5 separate regions of the Mus musculus genome follow, and regions 2, 3, 4 and 5 are each linked to region 1. The links are chromatin contacts, called in public Hi-C, Micro-C and promoter capture Hi-C maps. All regions are on one chromosome and are shown on one strand. The core of a region is the stretch at or near the end of the contact, and the rest is flanking DNA. Distances in the headings are between cores, read along the strand shown.

Region 1 (2,700 bases), core at 14-2,513:
AGGCAGACTCAGCCCATGGACCGGAATGGGCAAGGCTGGCCTTGAACCTTCAAAGCTCCTGTTTCAGGTTCCTGAGTACCTGGGGTTACAGAGGAGCTGGCTTGTGACACCAGGCTCTGCTGGAGTTTATTCTTTTGCATGCTTCCATACCTCTAAAGATCCCCCCACCCCCTTTCTTGGTCAGACATATTTTCCTGTTATTTCATCTCCTGCTTTAGCTTTTTTTTTTTTTTTTTGATGACAGGGTCTCACATAACCCAAAGCTGGCCTCAAACTTGCTATGTAGTCAATGGTGACTTTGGATTTCTGAGCCTTCTGCTCGACCTCCTCAGACCTGGAATCAGATGTGGGGTGATGGGGAGGAACCCCTCCGCGCTGCATGCAAGCTAGGTACAAACCTTTCAGAATACCAAAGATGAGCCTGGCTAAGCAAGCAACTGCCCCACCCCAGGTCTCCAGAGTGGCTTCCTGCCCTGGCCCTGGCCTCCCCTACCCCAGGACTAGACAGTGGTATTTGCACCCCACCCTCTTCCTAAGCCCTCTTCTCAGCAATTATATTCAGGGAGCCTTTTCATTAACTGGAAACTGAAGATCTCCGAGGGGAGGACAGCTTTGGATGTGTGAAAATGCAGTACTTGGTTGGGAGTGCTCCTTCTGAATAATAGAATTGGGGGTGGTGTTTGTTTGGTTTGGTTTCTGGTGGTGGGTTGGAACCCAGGACTGGATGCATACAAGGCGGGTCATTCTACCAATTGAGATACACCATCCCCGAGCTCTTTCTGGTTCTTTTTTTATTTAACTTTTTAATCACTTCCATTGAGTTCTCAGGGCCTTTACGGAAGGAGATGGCAGAATGGTCGTTGGCGCACAGAGGAGAAGTTGGCTTGCGCTTCCTCCTGATAGGCAAGAAAGGACAGTGGTGCTTGGAAGCACGAAGTTGTGGTCTACACTGAGACCAAGGCCACCCAGCAGTTCAGGTTCAGCCCTTAGGGCTGTGGAGCTAGAGACTTCATGTTCCTATCCCGCCTGGCCTGATACGCTTTCAACTCTACTCCGGCACCTCAGTTCTCCCTCCTTTCCTTCCTGCTGATCCAGCCAGCCAGGCTTTCTCCTCCTCTATTCTCGCCTCCTCTCTCCCTCGAATCCAGTCCTGGTTTCCCCGCTGCCAGCTCCTTCTGCTGCCTGCTGGGCTCGCTCCCCTCCTCCGCCCCCGCCTCTCCGGTCCCGGCGGTCTGCTCGGCTCCCCCGCGCTCCCCCAGCTCAGCCACCCGCGGCTTCACTCGCCCAGTCCGGCCGCTCCAGTCCGGATCTCTCTGCCTCCCGACCCGGGTGCGAGTTCCAGCAGCTGGCGAGGAGGCGGCAGCGGCTGGCCCGGGTTCCCCTCTGCCGCCTCGTCAGCCCGAGGTTGACGGGGAGAGAGCGGCCGGGCAGCCCCTGGAGCCCCTCCGAGGACAATGCACCCGGCGCTGGGCCACCCTCGCGCGCTCTCGTCCGCGCCCGCCTCCTTTCCGCCGCCCCCCGCCGCAGCCCGGCTACAGCCCCTCTTCCTCCGGGGGGGCTCCTCCCGCGGCCGGAGAGGCTCGGGCGACAGCAGCACCAGCACCAGCACCAGCCGCGGGGGGTGCGGCGGCAGACGCGGCGGAGGCGGCGGCTCCCCGAGCAGCAGCACAGGCGCGGAGCGAGAGGACGACGACGAGAGCATTAGCATCAGCAAGCCACTGGTGCCCGCCGCCGCCGCGCTCCCCGGGCCCCCAGCTCAGGGGGGCGTCCCAGTCTCCGCCACCGCGCCCGCCGCCGCCTCCTCCACTTCCACGCCCACCTCTTCCTGCAGCATGACCGCCGCGGACTTCGGCGCGGGCGCCGCGGCCGGCACCGTCGGGGGCCCCGGGAGCCGCTCGGCGGTGGGCGCAGGCGGCACCGGGACCGGCGGCGCCGCCTCCTGCTGCTCGTGCTGCTGTTGCTGCTGCGGCCGCCCCACTCGCTCCGGCCGTAGGGGTCGGCGCCGGGGCTGCTCGCCAAGCCCCGGCTGCCGCTGGGGCTACCAGGCGCTGTCTGTGGTGCTGCTGCTGGCGCAGGGCGGTCTGCTGGACCTGTACCTCATTGCAGTCACTGACCTGTACTGGTGCTCTTGGATCGCCACCGACCTCGTGGTGGTGGTGGGCTGGGCCATCTTCTTCGCCAAGAACAGCCGGGGCCGTCGGGGCGGCCCAGCGAACAGCATGCACAACCACCACCAGCTCCACCACCACTCGGCTCCGCCTCTGCACCTATCCGCAGCGGCGTCGGCGGGGGCCGGGGCCAAGGCTCGCGGGGGCCGAGGAGGTTCTGGAGGCTCCGGAGCCGGGCCGGGGACGACTGGGGCAGCGGGCGAGTTCGCTTTTGCGTACCTGGCCTGGCTCATCTACTCCATCGCTTTCACCCCTAAGGTGGTGCTCATCCTGGGCACATCCATCCTGGACCTCATCGAGCTGCGCGCGCCCTTTGGCACCACGGGCTTTCGCCTTACCATGGCGCTGTCCGTGCCGCTGCTCTACAGCCTAGTGCGTGCCATTAGCGAGGCGGGCGCGCCCCCGGGCTCGGCGGGTCCCCTGCTCCTGCAGCCACAGCAGCATCGCGCCGCGGGCTGCTTCCTGGGCACGTGTCTGGACCTGCTGGACAGCTTTACACTGGTGGAGCTGATGCTGGACGGCCGCGTGCCGC
Region 2 (2,700 bases), core at 125-2,624, 990 kb after region 1:
AGGGAAGAGCTATAGATCCTGGGCCAGCCATTTTGGCCAGCCAGTGAGTTCCAATTTCACTGGAAGACCCCATTAGATAACTAATATGGAAATGTTAATAAGATGCCGATGTTGACCTCTGGCCTCCCCATGCAGGATTCCCTTGGCAGGGACACAGAAATTACCAGAGTCTTTTGAGACCATGCTGAGATTTTAATAGATTTCCAGTAAGGTTTCTGCTGCAAGATGGTGCCTGATGTGTTTTCAGTCTCCGTTAAAAGTTCTGTCTCCTCATGGGAAACTCAGTAGAGTCCTATGCTCTGGGGATCCCAGATTGTCACCCACGTCCTTTGAGTCCTTCCAGAAGTCACCTCTGTGGGAACTAGCCTAATCCCATGAGCCTGGCTTTAATCACTCCATAAGGTAGATCCTTCCCGACCCAAACATCCAAAGATCACGCCACCTCTAACAGGTATCTTAGTTGCTCTCTCACATTAGGGATCACGTTTCGGTACGATTTTTTTTTTTTAGAGACAAATTAATTTCAGACCATAGCATCCCTTGTAAAGTCATCCACTATAATCAAAATACAGGACATTGCTCCACCCTAAAATCTTCCTTTTGTCCCTTTGCAATCTGATTCGGGTTTTGTTCATGCAAATAACGAGCCTGTCTAAATACAGGAATTTTGTGTTTATTTCGTATTTGTGTGTGGTATGTGTACATAGATGCACATGGGTGTGGAGGCCGGGGTTAAACAGTAGGTTCCCTTCCATGATTTCTCTCCACCTTTGTTTTTGGGCTCTTTAAGTGAAATTTTAGGGTTCCCCCTGCCTTGTCTTCGACTATCTGGGCCCAGCTTTTTTTTTTTTTTTTTTTTTTTTCCTTTTATGTGGGTCTGGGGCTCTTACACTTACATGGCAGGTATTTTACTGAGCATATCTCCAGATCCACAGGAATGTTTTAACCAAATCAAAACACTGTTTATTACATAATAGGCCTTTTGAATTCCCAAGTGAGCCTCAGTTGACTTTAGCACATAGCCCTCAGGGTACACCCCAAAGTCCTCTCACTGGGCCACCAAGCAGAGTCCTGCCTCGTTTTTGAAAGCATGCCAAGGGACCCCGACTGGCAAACATCCAGCAGAGGCTAGAAAGTAGCCTCTAAGTAAAGACTCTGCACCTGCACTACAGATTCAGTTGTAACTTGTCACCAAGAAGTCACCAGAGAACTGTGACCAAGAAGATGATAGAGCCGTGTCAGTACCTTAGCAAAACACCCTCGTGGAAATCGGGTCGAAATTAGAAAGGGTAAGATATGTCTTACGTGTGATAGCAGGGAGGGCATGAGAGGCTGAGCAGAGAGCTTGCAGCCTCTCAGCATGAAGCAAGCAGTGAGGCAGCCGAGGCATTGCTGGAAACCGGAAGTGACTGAAAGGGAACAGTCTCGCGCTTCTTTCAAAATCTAGTGCTGTGTGAATAAACTAGACCTAGTTTACTTTACATGTGACCCAACATCATAGTGTTTCTGAGAAAACATAAGGTCTGGGGACAGGGAGATCCTCAGCAGGTCAAGGCCTTTGCGGCTGAACCTGATGACTTGAATTTGATCCCTGAGCCCCACATACTGGAAGAAGAGAATTAGAACCACGGGTGTCTTCTGACCTCCTCACATATGCAGTGGTACCCACTCCTGCGCACATACAAACACACAAGATGAATGTTTTTTTTTAAAAGAAGACATAGGCTGGGCAGTGATGGCACACACCTTTAACCCAGCATTCATGGGGCAGAGGCAGGTGGATCTCCGTGAGTCTGGTCTACAGAGTGAGTTCCAGGACAGCCAGGAATACACAGAGAAACCCTGTCTCAAAAAAGAATGAAAGAAGGGAGGGAGAGAGGGAGGTAGGGAAGAAGGGAGGGAGAGAAGGAGAGAGAGAGGCAGGGAGGGAGGGAGGGACAGAGGGAGGGAGAGAGGGAGGTAGGGAAGAAGGGAGGGACAGAGGGAGGGAGAGAGGCAGGCAGGGAGGGAGGGAGGGAGGGAGGGAGGGAGGGAGGGAGGGACAGAGGGAGGGAGAGAGGGAGGTAGGGAAGAAGGGAGGGACAGAGGGAGGGAGAGAGGCAGGCAGGGAGGGAGGGAAGGAGGGAGGGAGGGAGGGAGGGAGGGAAGAAAAGGAGGGAGGGAAGAAGGGAGGGAGAGAGGCAGGGAGGAAGGGAGGAAGGGATTCTCTGACACCAGGACCAGAAGAGGATCCCGATTTGGGTTCCACTAGATCAGATACTTGTCTTATCAGAGCAGCCATCACGGCCCTGGGGGTGTGACTCAGTGGGTAACTGAATGTTGGCCCAGCACCCACATAAAGAAAAGTGGGTACACAGAGACTGAAGAAATGACCATCCAGAGACTGCCCCACCTGGGGATCCATACCATAAACAACCACCAAAACCAGACACTATTGTGGATGCCAGCAAGCGTTTGCTGACATGACCCCGATATAGCTGTCTCCTGAGAGGCTCTGCCAGTGCCTGACAAATACAGAAGTGGATGCTCACAGCCATCCATTGGATGGAGCACAGGGCCCCCAATGGAGGAGCTAGAGAAAGTACCCAAGGAGCTGAAGGGGTCTGCAACCCTATAGGTGGAACAACAATATGAACTAACCAATAACCCCAGAGCTCGTGTCTCTAGCTGCATATGTAGCAGAGAATGGCCTAGTCGGTC
Region 3 (2,700 bases), core at 104-2,603, 650 kb after region 1:
AGCCCCAGAAACGAAATCTTTGAAGATTCTTTTCTGGCTGCTGAATAGTCCCGTTTAGCTGCACACTCTCTAACAATTGGCTGTCATATGTTAGATGTACTGAAGGGGAATCAGTTTAGTGTGCCCAAGGAGCTGTAATGACCCAAGTGCATTTTGGAAGGGAACAATTAGAGAATCTGGAAAGGACAAAATATAGTTTGGTGGATGAACGTGAATACTACAGGATGGGGGAAGATGTTAATGGGATTAGGAAGAGTGTAAGCCGGTTAATTATGATGGTGGGAGGTTAGGGATGAGTAAACCGGTGAGTCTTAGCTCCTCTCATCTCAAAGGCATTTCAAATTAGCTTAATAAGCGCTGTGAGTATGGGGATGAGTGTAATTCACACCACCCTTGGATTTTCGGCTTAGAGATAGCTTATCTACATTTTTAAGATTAGTAACTATGTGTTGCCCCCACCTCCGTATTTTTTTTTTTTTTTTTTTTTTGGCTTGCTCTTGACAAAAGGCAAAGGTTGAAATTCAGCAGCAGAAAACTGGGCTGTCTAAAATAAGGTAGCAGCTGCTTTGTAGTTCGCCTTGCTTGGTGTGAGGGCTAAATAAAAAAGGTAACGCGGTGAAGCATTTGGCACAGTACACTGCATGTGGACATCAGGTTCCGCCCACACTCTTCCTCCCTGGAATGATCCTTGCAAAAAAAGCCACCTACTGAGGCGAGGGTCTTTTGCCATGACCGCTTGGACAGCCCAGATGACTCAAGAGTATTATTGCCTTCCACAGCCTCACAGCGCAAAAGCCAAGGGTGAGAGAAGCTAACTTCTCTTGGACAAAGGGTGTCCAGGCAGCCGTGGCTCTAATGACAAGCCCTGAGCTATTTATTTCCTAAGGTGGCGGCCGTCCCAGGGTTCGGGTAACGGGCTTGCCAAGGAAGGGGCGGGGCGACTCCAGGTTTGGGAAAGGCCACTCCACTCCTGGGGCTTCCAGCAGTCCACGTCCTACGGCAAGCAGGAGGAGACAAACGCCGCCCCTCCTCGTCCGCACCTTCCTCGCTCAATATCGCGGCCCGGGCTCCCGGTGGACGCTCGGCCGTGGGTGTGGGTGTGGGTGTGTGTGTGAGGGGCGGCGCTACGTGTGGCGCAACCCTGCCTCGGCACCCAGTTACCTTCGCGGCCTCGGAGCGCCGCACTTGTCGATCCTGGCGCGCGGTCCCGTGGAGCGGCGTAGCGGGGCGCTTCCCAGTGGGACGAGGGAAAGCCCAGCGGCCCGGGAGAGCGGGAGGCGGGGCGAGGGCGCCGCGCGGGCGACAGGGGGTGGGGCTAGGTGTGCGCGGGGGGCGGGGCGTGGTGACGTCGCGGGCGCCGGTCGTGCTGTGGCGGTGGCGGCGGCGGCGGCGGCTGTGGTAGTGTCGGCGGCAGGCTGTCCGGGAAGCAGTAGCAGCAACCGCAGCAGCAGCGGCGGCCCTGAGGAGAGTAAGGCGGCCGCGTCGGCAGCGGCTCGCTCGTCAGGCGGAACCTCGATCTGCCCAGAGGTCGCAGGCGCCGAGGCATTTGTCGTTTCCTACCCGGCTCGGCGCTCCCGGCCCTGGCTGGGCAGGGCAGAGCGCCCCTGGGGAGGGGCGGAGCTGTAGGTGAGGCTTGGGGACCCCTCCCCCTCCTTTTTGGGCCGGGGGTGGGGAGGAGGATGGGGAGGTCGGGAGGGCGGACCCCGCCCCAGCGCACCCGAGCCCACCGGCGGCCGCGCCCTGCGGAGCTCCCGGATTGGGCGGGAGCGAAGGCGCTGGCGGTAAGGATCGCTGCTGGAGGTGGGAGGTGGGGGGCTTCTGGCCCACCGAGAGCCGAGGGTGGGAGGCATGATGTGGGGCTATTGGGGAGCCCTGGAGTTGGGGTGCGGCCAAGGTGGATCGGATGTAAAATGTTTAAGATGATCTTATTATTTTGAACCTGGTTAGATAGAAGAGGAAAGGTTGTATTTCAGATGGAAAATGAGGCATGGATGTCGCCTTGGAGGTAGCTGGAGGGGCTACTGCAGCAGATCTCACATTGCCACTCTAGGGTTTTGGTTCTTTTCTTGGTCAGATGAGTAGAATTCGCTGAGGGAAGAGAATCCCTTTGCGTTGACTTGGGGTTGGTAAATTGGGAGCGCGAGTGAGTGAGGTTTTTACACACAAGAAGGAAGATGTTGGTGTTTAGACAACTTCATTCTATAGCAACCAACCATGAAGGAGTGAGTCTCATTACTCTTAGCCCCTCAAAAGTGCTATCAGCCTTTTCTTTTCCTTGCCCCCCTCAACCCCCTCTCCTGTGCTTGATCTCTTTGTACCATTTTTCATTTTTGAGTTGACCCGTTAAGAAAAGGCCCTGGACTCAGAGTAATAGTTGCAGGTGGTTGTGGCTGATTGCTTTGAGCGAACTGTGAACAGTTCTGTTGGAGATGACTGTATGAAATTGCTTAAGCGTTTAAAGTGCAACTGTCTCTTACATCTTGTTTTTCAATAGACCTTGATACATTTTGCGTTTATTTAATCATTATGTGTGTGTGCCTGGCATACACACGATAGATTACTCCCTCCCTCTTTGAGGTCAAAGGTCAAAGCTTTTGGGACTTGGTTCTCCCACTGTGGATGGCTGGGATCAAACTTTGGTTATTAGACTTGTGACATAAGCACTTTTTTCTGTTGAGTTATCTGGATGTCCCTATTTTT
Region 4 (2,700 bases), core at 55-2,554, 590 kb after region 1:
GTACTGAAGAAGGTATCCCTTATAACTAGAGATATAGACAGTTGTAAGCCACCATGTGAGTGGTGGGAATTGAACCCAGGTCCTTGGGAAGAGCAGCAGCCAGTTTTTTAAATAAAATATAATTCACATCATTTCCTCTCTCTCTCCTCCAATCCCTCATATCCCTCTCTCAACTTCATAGCCTTTTTCTGTTTTGTTTTACACAGACAACAGAGACATACATATATGAATAAATAAATATAACCCCTAAGTCTGTTTAATGTAGCATGTACATGTACAATTTTAGGGCTGATCACTTGGTACTGGGTAATCCATTAGGGGGTTCATCTCTGGGAAAGCCATTCTCCCTTTCTGACAGTCATTAATTGCGTATAGCTCTTCATCTAAGGGCGGGGCCCTTTAAGACCCCTCCCCCAATCCAAGTTGGCATGTCAACTGGTGCTGTTAATTGTCCAGGTCTTATTAAAGAAGCAATATTGAGATGGCCATGTAGGGGAATCAGCCTAGATGACCATCAACTTAATCAACTGATGGATAATTCAAACGAGATACAAACATCGGAACTTTATTCTGCGGAACAGATCCCACCGAAACCCACACAAAGTACTGTATTTCATACAAGTGAAACAGGTTCACTGACAAAGCAGACGGGGGTCCTAGGATGACGGGAAAAGTGAGAGGGAGAGCTAACTGTGGCTTCTGGATTTATTTAGGAGTGATGAAAATGTTATGGAATTCGATGTTGCTAGGGGTTACACAACCCCCAAGCATATGAGTAACCAGAGAACTGTACACCCCCGAGGAGTGAATTTAACCGTACTAATGCACGCTTCGTTTTTCAAAGTCCAGAAAGGCTACCCTGAATGTCAAACTCCTCAAGTCCACAGTTTCTTCTCAGCCCCACCGACTCCCTCCGACTTCACCCTGTCCTAGACAGTCCTGTTAACAGTCAGCGCGCGTGTCGCACGGTGCTCCCGAGCACGCGGTCAGCAACCCCGGACCAGGCGCCTCCCTCCAGATCCAGCGCAACCGTGGGGGCTTCAGGGCTCGGCCTCCCCGGTGGAGACGCCCCCGTGCCGGGCGTGTCCAGCAGCCGCCCGAATCCGAAAGGCCCCACGCTCCCCGACCCCGCTAGAACCACCCCGGCGAGGACCGTCCTCACTCACGCGCTTCGGAACGCGGTGCACGCAGGAGCTCGGTCCGGGTGCCTGCCGGGAAGCCGGAGAGGGCCTCGCAGAAGGAATGGAGACTCTGCAAGCTCAGAGTCCTCGCCCAAAGAAAAACAGAAGGAAAGGCCGTAAGTCAAGTCAGAAGGCGCCGAGAGCCGCAAAGCAGGCTGTCGCAAATCAAGTCGCGAACTGGAAGCGGCGGAGGACTCAGCATCCTGAGCGCTCTTGGGCTGTTATCTCACCGCCCGCGGCGATCAGCCTTCCCGCAGCCGCAGCAAGCCGCTTCGGTTTCCGTAGGCGCCCTGCGAGGGTCCCTGGTGTGACCCGGCTGGGTGACGCCCGGAGCCAACCTCTCCTCGGTGTGCTTTTAAACTCTGAGACCCTGGCAGCCAGTGGGATTTCCCCTGAAATTCAACCGGAACTAACTGGATGACAGTTACACTTTAGGCATCACTCCAAGTTAAACACAGACTGATCTCAGTTTATGATGTTTTCTGCTTTACAACAGATCTACGTCTCCAATGTGTAGTTTATATACTGAGAACTTTTTGTTTTTAATGGTCAGGCCTTCAGATTGTTGCAATTTAACCAATTCATTATATGGCCACTATATCCAGGATCTTTCGTGTTTTCCTAGATGGTTGACTTAACTAATCTTCCCAGAAACACGGAGTCAGATGCAGTTAATAAATAAATCGAAAGTCCTTTAGCACATTGTAGGGTCCATACTGACAAGACCAAGATAACAGGACAATGACACTAGCTACAAGAGAAACTCAGAATTCTGTTTCTGGAATTAGCTGGTCACTCAACTTGCCCATTACTTGCACAAAAAGGAAAGACTCTTTCTCAGGGCAGTGGTGGCCACATCTTTAATCCCAGCACCCAGGAGACAGGGGCAGGCAGATGTCTTGAGTTCGAGGATGCTACACAGAGAAACTCTGTCTCGAAGAAAAGAAAAACATCATTTGAAACTGTGCTACTGGCCGATGCAAGAGTACCAAATTTCCATTCTGGTGGCACAGACCTGTAACTCAAACTACTGGGGAAGCTGAGATAGGAGAATCCCAAAATCAAGGACAGCCTGGGCTTAAAACCTGTCTAGGTAAAAAGAGGGTTGGCATTATAGCTTAGTAGTAGGACTCTTGCCTGGCATGTAGGAAGTAATGGACTCAATCCCAACGACAGGGGAGGAGAACCTGAACATCTACGGCTACAGAGATCGCTCCACAGTTTAAGAGCACGTACTATTTCAGAGAACCTGAGTTAGGTTCCCCACATCCAAATTAGGGGACTCACAACTACCTGTAACTACAGTTCAAGGGGACCCAGTGCTCTCTTCTGGCCTCTGAAGGCACCGTAAACATACGACACTCATTTGCCCAGACACACAAAACATGTATACATATAAATAAAAACAAATCTTTTTTAAAAAAATAGACTATTAATCTGTTATCCGTGCGCCTCAGAACGTGGTGCTTGCAGGAGCTTGGCCCCGGGTGCCTGCAGGAGCTTGGCCCCGGGTGCCTGC
Region 5 (2,700 bases), core at 164-2,663, 640 kb before region 1:
CTCTCTCTCTCTCTCTCTCTCTCATGTGTGTATGTATATATGAGTGTTTCTCCTGCATGCATATCTGTGCACTAGGTACATGCCATTGTCCATGACGTCTAGAAGAGGGTATTGGAACCCCTGGAGCTGGCGTTACAGATGGTGGTTAACTACCGTGTAGGTGCTAGGGATCAAGCCTAGATTTTTGGAAGAGCAGTCAATGCTCTTAACCACTGAGCCTTTGCTTCAGTCCTTTAACCTTCTGTTTCCTTTTATTTTGTTTCGTTTGGAGACAGTGTCTCACTATTAAGCTCCAACTGTCATAGAACTCACTCTGTAGACCAGGCTGGCCTCAAACTCACAGAGATACACCTGCTTCTGTCTCCCAAGTGCTGGGATTAAAGGTGTGCACCATTACATCTGGCTTAATCTGTTCTTGAAGTACACTTTTTTTTTTGTCCAATTTCTTTTTAACTTTTTGTTTTTGCTTTTCTGTTTCCCTCATTGTTGGATACAGAACTCTTACATAGTGAATAAGAACCCCATGTCCTGAGTTGCTTCCCCAGTTCTTCACTGAAAAAATTTTTCTCTCTAGTATTTTAGTGTTGTTTTTGTTTGTTTGAGGGTCAGGAGTTCAAAGTCACCCTTAACTATTAATATACAGTTCAAAGCCAGCCTTCCATATTTAATGAGACTCTTGCCTTTTAAAAAGGAAAGAATAAAAAGAAATAAAATTGTTTTCCAGAATAATTATATTGTTAAGGTGTTAATCTTTCAGGGTTTAGAATTTAGAGATATTTTATCACTTAGGATTATGGCCTTTGGATTGAGTCTTTGGGGATCAAAGCCTGCGTTCACGATCAAAATTAACATTGTAACAAGAACAACTTAATTTGATAAGCATTTTCTAAGACAACTTTGTATCTTTGATCCTAGGGCTCAAAGAGGTTAAATGACCCTCCCATTAGCATCCTTTGCTTGGTCCCTTCTCTAGCTCCCCGGAGCTCGCCCGCGGCTGGCACCCGCTGGGAGTTCTGTTTTCAAGAGCAAGCCTAGCAAACATTCTGTTCTGTGTGCAGCGGGATCCTCTGGGGCAGGGCGCCTGGGATAGTGCTGGAATTTCTAATCCTTATGATGTTCCTGTGTGTGTTGACTGGGGAGGGAAAAGAGGAGAAAAAGGATAGCAGGGGTAGTTCGGGTTTGGATTTAGGTTTGAGTCGAAAGAACGATTTATCTGTGCTGGAACTTCATTTCATTTGGGTCACTTGAGGCTCAACCGATGCCCAGGAGAGAGGCCAACGCATCATCGCTTATCCGTTACCTTTCCTCCACAGCCTTCCCCAGCCACCAGGGTAGGCGCCTGCTCCTGGTTACCGTGGCAACCGCGAGGAGCCCTAGACAGCTCTGCTACGGCACTTTCTGCAGCCCTAGCTGAGATGCAGCGGTGAGGGAGGACAGACAGAGGCAGACCCCGGGTTCTTCGTTCCTTCTTCGCTGCTCCGATGAAAGAAGTGTGCCTCGGGGCTTCTGAGTGAGAACCTTTGATGGGATTCTAGCTGGAAGGTGGAGTCACCACACTCAGGATGCATGCAGCCACAACAGCAGCACCTGTGTCCTGAGGACCAGCCAATCTGGGGAGGCAAGCTCTCACCGGCGAGGAAGATGCGGGTGTGAAGCCCCAAGTCCGTAAGTACCACCAAATCTCCCCTTGGGTGAGCAAACCCCTTAAAGAAAAAGGTTCTGTGTCTTGATTGACGCCTTTAAAAATATTTATCACATCTTTCAATTGTTTATGCCTTGCTTTGCCTTTCTGACATATGTGGGATTCTTGGAACAATTCTGTCTGCCTTTAAACGCATGGCTCTCTTAAGCAGTGGGAGCTACACCCGGGTATCCTTGTCTCCTTTACCGCACAACGCCCCATCAGCGGATACCGTGCACCATAAGCACACGCCCCAAAGACTGAGAAACACAGCGCTCAGTTTCTTAGCCAATACCGTCCAATTTTCTTTATTCTTTAACACCCCCCCACAACCCCCACCAAAGAAATAACATCCCTAGGCAAGCCAGTGGTATGCCAGTCGGAGGACTGCCCGGGGATCCTCACGACACCGTGTCCTTCCTGCAAGCTCAATGTGAATCCATTAGCTCATCCACAGGCGACAATTGTTACACTCGGAGGGACATTCATTTCGGTCCAGTAGAGGGCGCCGGCGCTCGCCTCCACAACCGGGTAAACAGGCCAGAGATGCCATCCCCACAAGCACAGGCATGCACGTGCCCCTGGCTGCGGAGGACTCGGCGCAAGTCAGCCTCTGTCGAGCGTTAACAAAGGGATGGTTATGTTGGTTCCCCTCTGGAAGTCAATGGAAGGGCGAAAAGAGACTTTCGGAGCACTGCGTTTGTTTCAGAACCGAGGGAGCATGTTTCCAGGGCAAAGTACTTTCTGTATATTCGTCAGGTCCTCTCCCCCCCCCACCCCCACCCCCGTCAACCCCTCCTCTCCCACCTCCCACCCCCAATCTATTCTTGCCTAGCCATGGCACTAGGACGAAGTGTTTAGAATGTATCGCGTTGGAAAGACAGGAGAAAAGGGGGAGAGACCTAGATGGAATGAGCGATAAAGGGACGGCTGCACTGCTGGCCCCTGCAGTAGTCCGCCCTAGCTACTGGGGTCTTCCCAAGTGATTCTAAAGCACCGAGGTTGCCCGCCACCATTCT

Evidence for each region. A called contact is a pair of places that touch in the nucleus more often than the background predicts. Capture Hi-C pulls out chosen DNA fragments and counts their contacts.
Region 2: a Hi-C map of CD4 T cells shows a contact between it and region 1, with 2.3 times the contacts expected there. The contact joins the enhancer-like site here to the promoter of Tmem121b in region 1. A contact is called at or near these places in 5 of 39 promoter capture datasets (liver, neutrophils, pre-B cells and 1 more), 1 of 484 Hi-C or Micro-C datasets (CD4 T cells) and 1 of 115 datasets of contacts at active chromatin or transcription factors (thymic regulatory T cells).
Region 3: a contact with region 1 is called in a Micro-C map of embryonic stem cells, with 3 times the contacts expected there. The contact joins the promoter of Erc1 here to the promoter of Tmem121b in region 1. A contact is called at or near these places in 1 of 39 promoter capture datasets (neutrophils), 1 of 484 Hi-C or Micro-C datasets (embryonic stem cells) and 2 of 115 datasets of contacts at active chromatin or transcription factors (embryonic stem cells and memory CD8 T cells).
Region 4: a contact with region 1 is called in a promoter capture Hi-C map of liver, with 2.5 times the contacts expected there. The contact joins the promoter of Rad52 here to the promoter of Tmem121b in region 1. A contact is called at or near these places in 2 of 39 promoter capture datasets (liver and neutrophils), 3 of 115 datasets of contacts at active chromatin or transcription factors (double positive thymocytes, effector CD8 T cells and memory CD8 T cells) and 1 of 9 other capture datasets (liver).
Region 5: a promoter capture Hi-C map of pancreatic islet shows a contact between it and region 1. The contact joins the promoter of Mical3 here to the promoter of Tmem121b in region 1. A contact is called at or near these places in 1 of 39 promoter capture datasets (pre-B cells), 1 of 115 datasets of contacts at active chromatin or transcription factors (large pre-B cells) and 1 of 9 other capture datasets (pancreatic islet).

Annotation. Positions count from the first base shown.
Region 1 is chr6:120,492,509-120,495,208 of GRCm38.p6, reverse strand. Tmem121b (transmembrane protein 121B) reads left to right here and starts at 1,263. Exons shown (of 1, transcript NM_033567.2): 1 at 1,263-2,700. The coding sequence starts at 1,455.
Region 2 is chr6:119,500,890-119,503,589 of GRCm38.p6, reverse strand. All of the region lies in intron 1 of Wnt5b (wingless-type MMTV integration site family, member 5B), which reads left to right. Among named protein-coding and RNA genes, the nearest start is that of Gm30690, 16 kb to the left of the region's middle. Within about 2 kb of position 1,374, at least 48 of the 459 cell types and tissues checked have an H3K27ac peak or open chromatin away from gene starts, as enhancers often do. A contact at or near this core is called in pre-B cells and thymic regulatory T cells, where this site is marked.
Region 3 is chr6:119,846,803-119,849,502 of GRCm38.p6, reverse strand. It overlaps Erc1 (ELKS/RAB6-interacting/CAST family member 1), which reads left to right and starts at 1,353. Exons shown (of 21, transcript NM_053204.2): 1 at 1,353-1,626. 3110021A11Rik (RIKEN cDNA 3110021A11 gene) reads right to left here and starts at 1,310. Exons shown (of 1, transcript NR_030776.1): 1 at 474-1,310.
Region 4 is chr6:119,901,302-119,904,001 of GRCm38.p6, reverse strand. It overlaps Rad52 (RAD52 homolog, DNA repair protein), which reads right to left and starts at 1,304. Exons shown (of 12, transcript NM_001166381.1): 1 at 1,167-1,304.
Region 5 is chr6:121,129,735-121,132,434 of GRCm38.p6, reverse strand. It overlaps Mical3 (microtubule associated monooxygenase, calponin and LIM domain containing 3), which reads left to right and starts at 1,413. Exons shown (of 32, transcript NM_001270475.1): 1 at 1,413-1,665.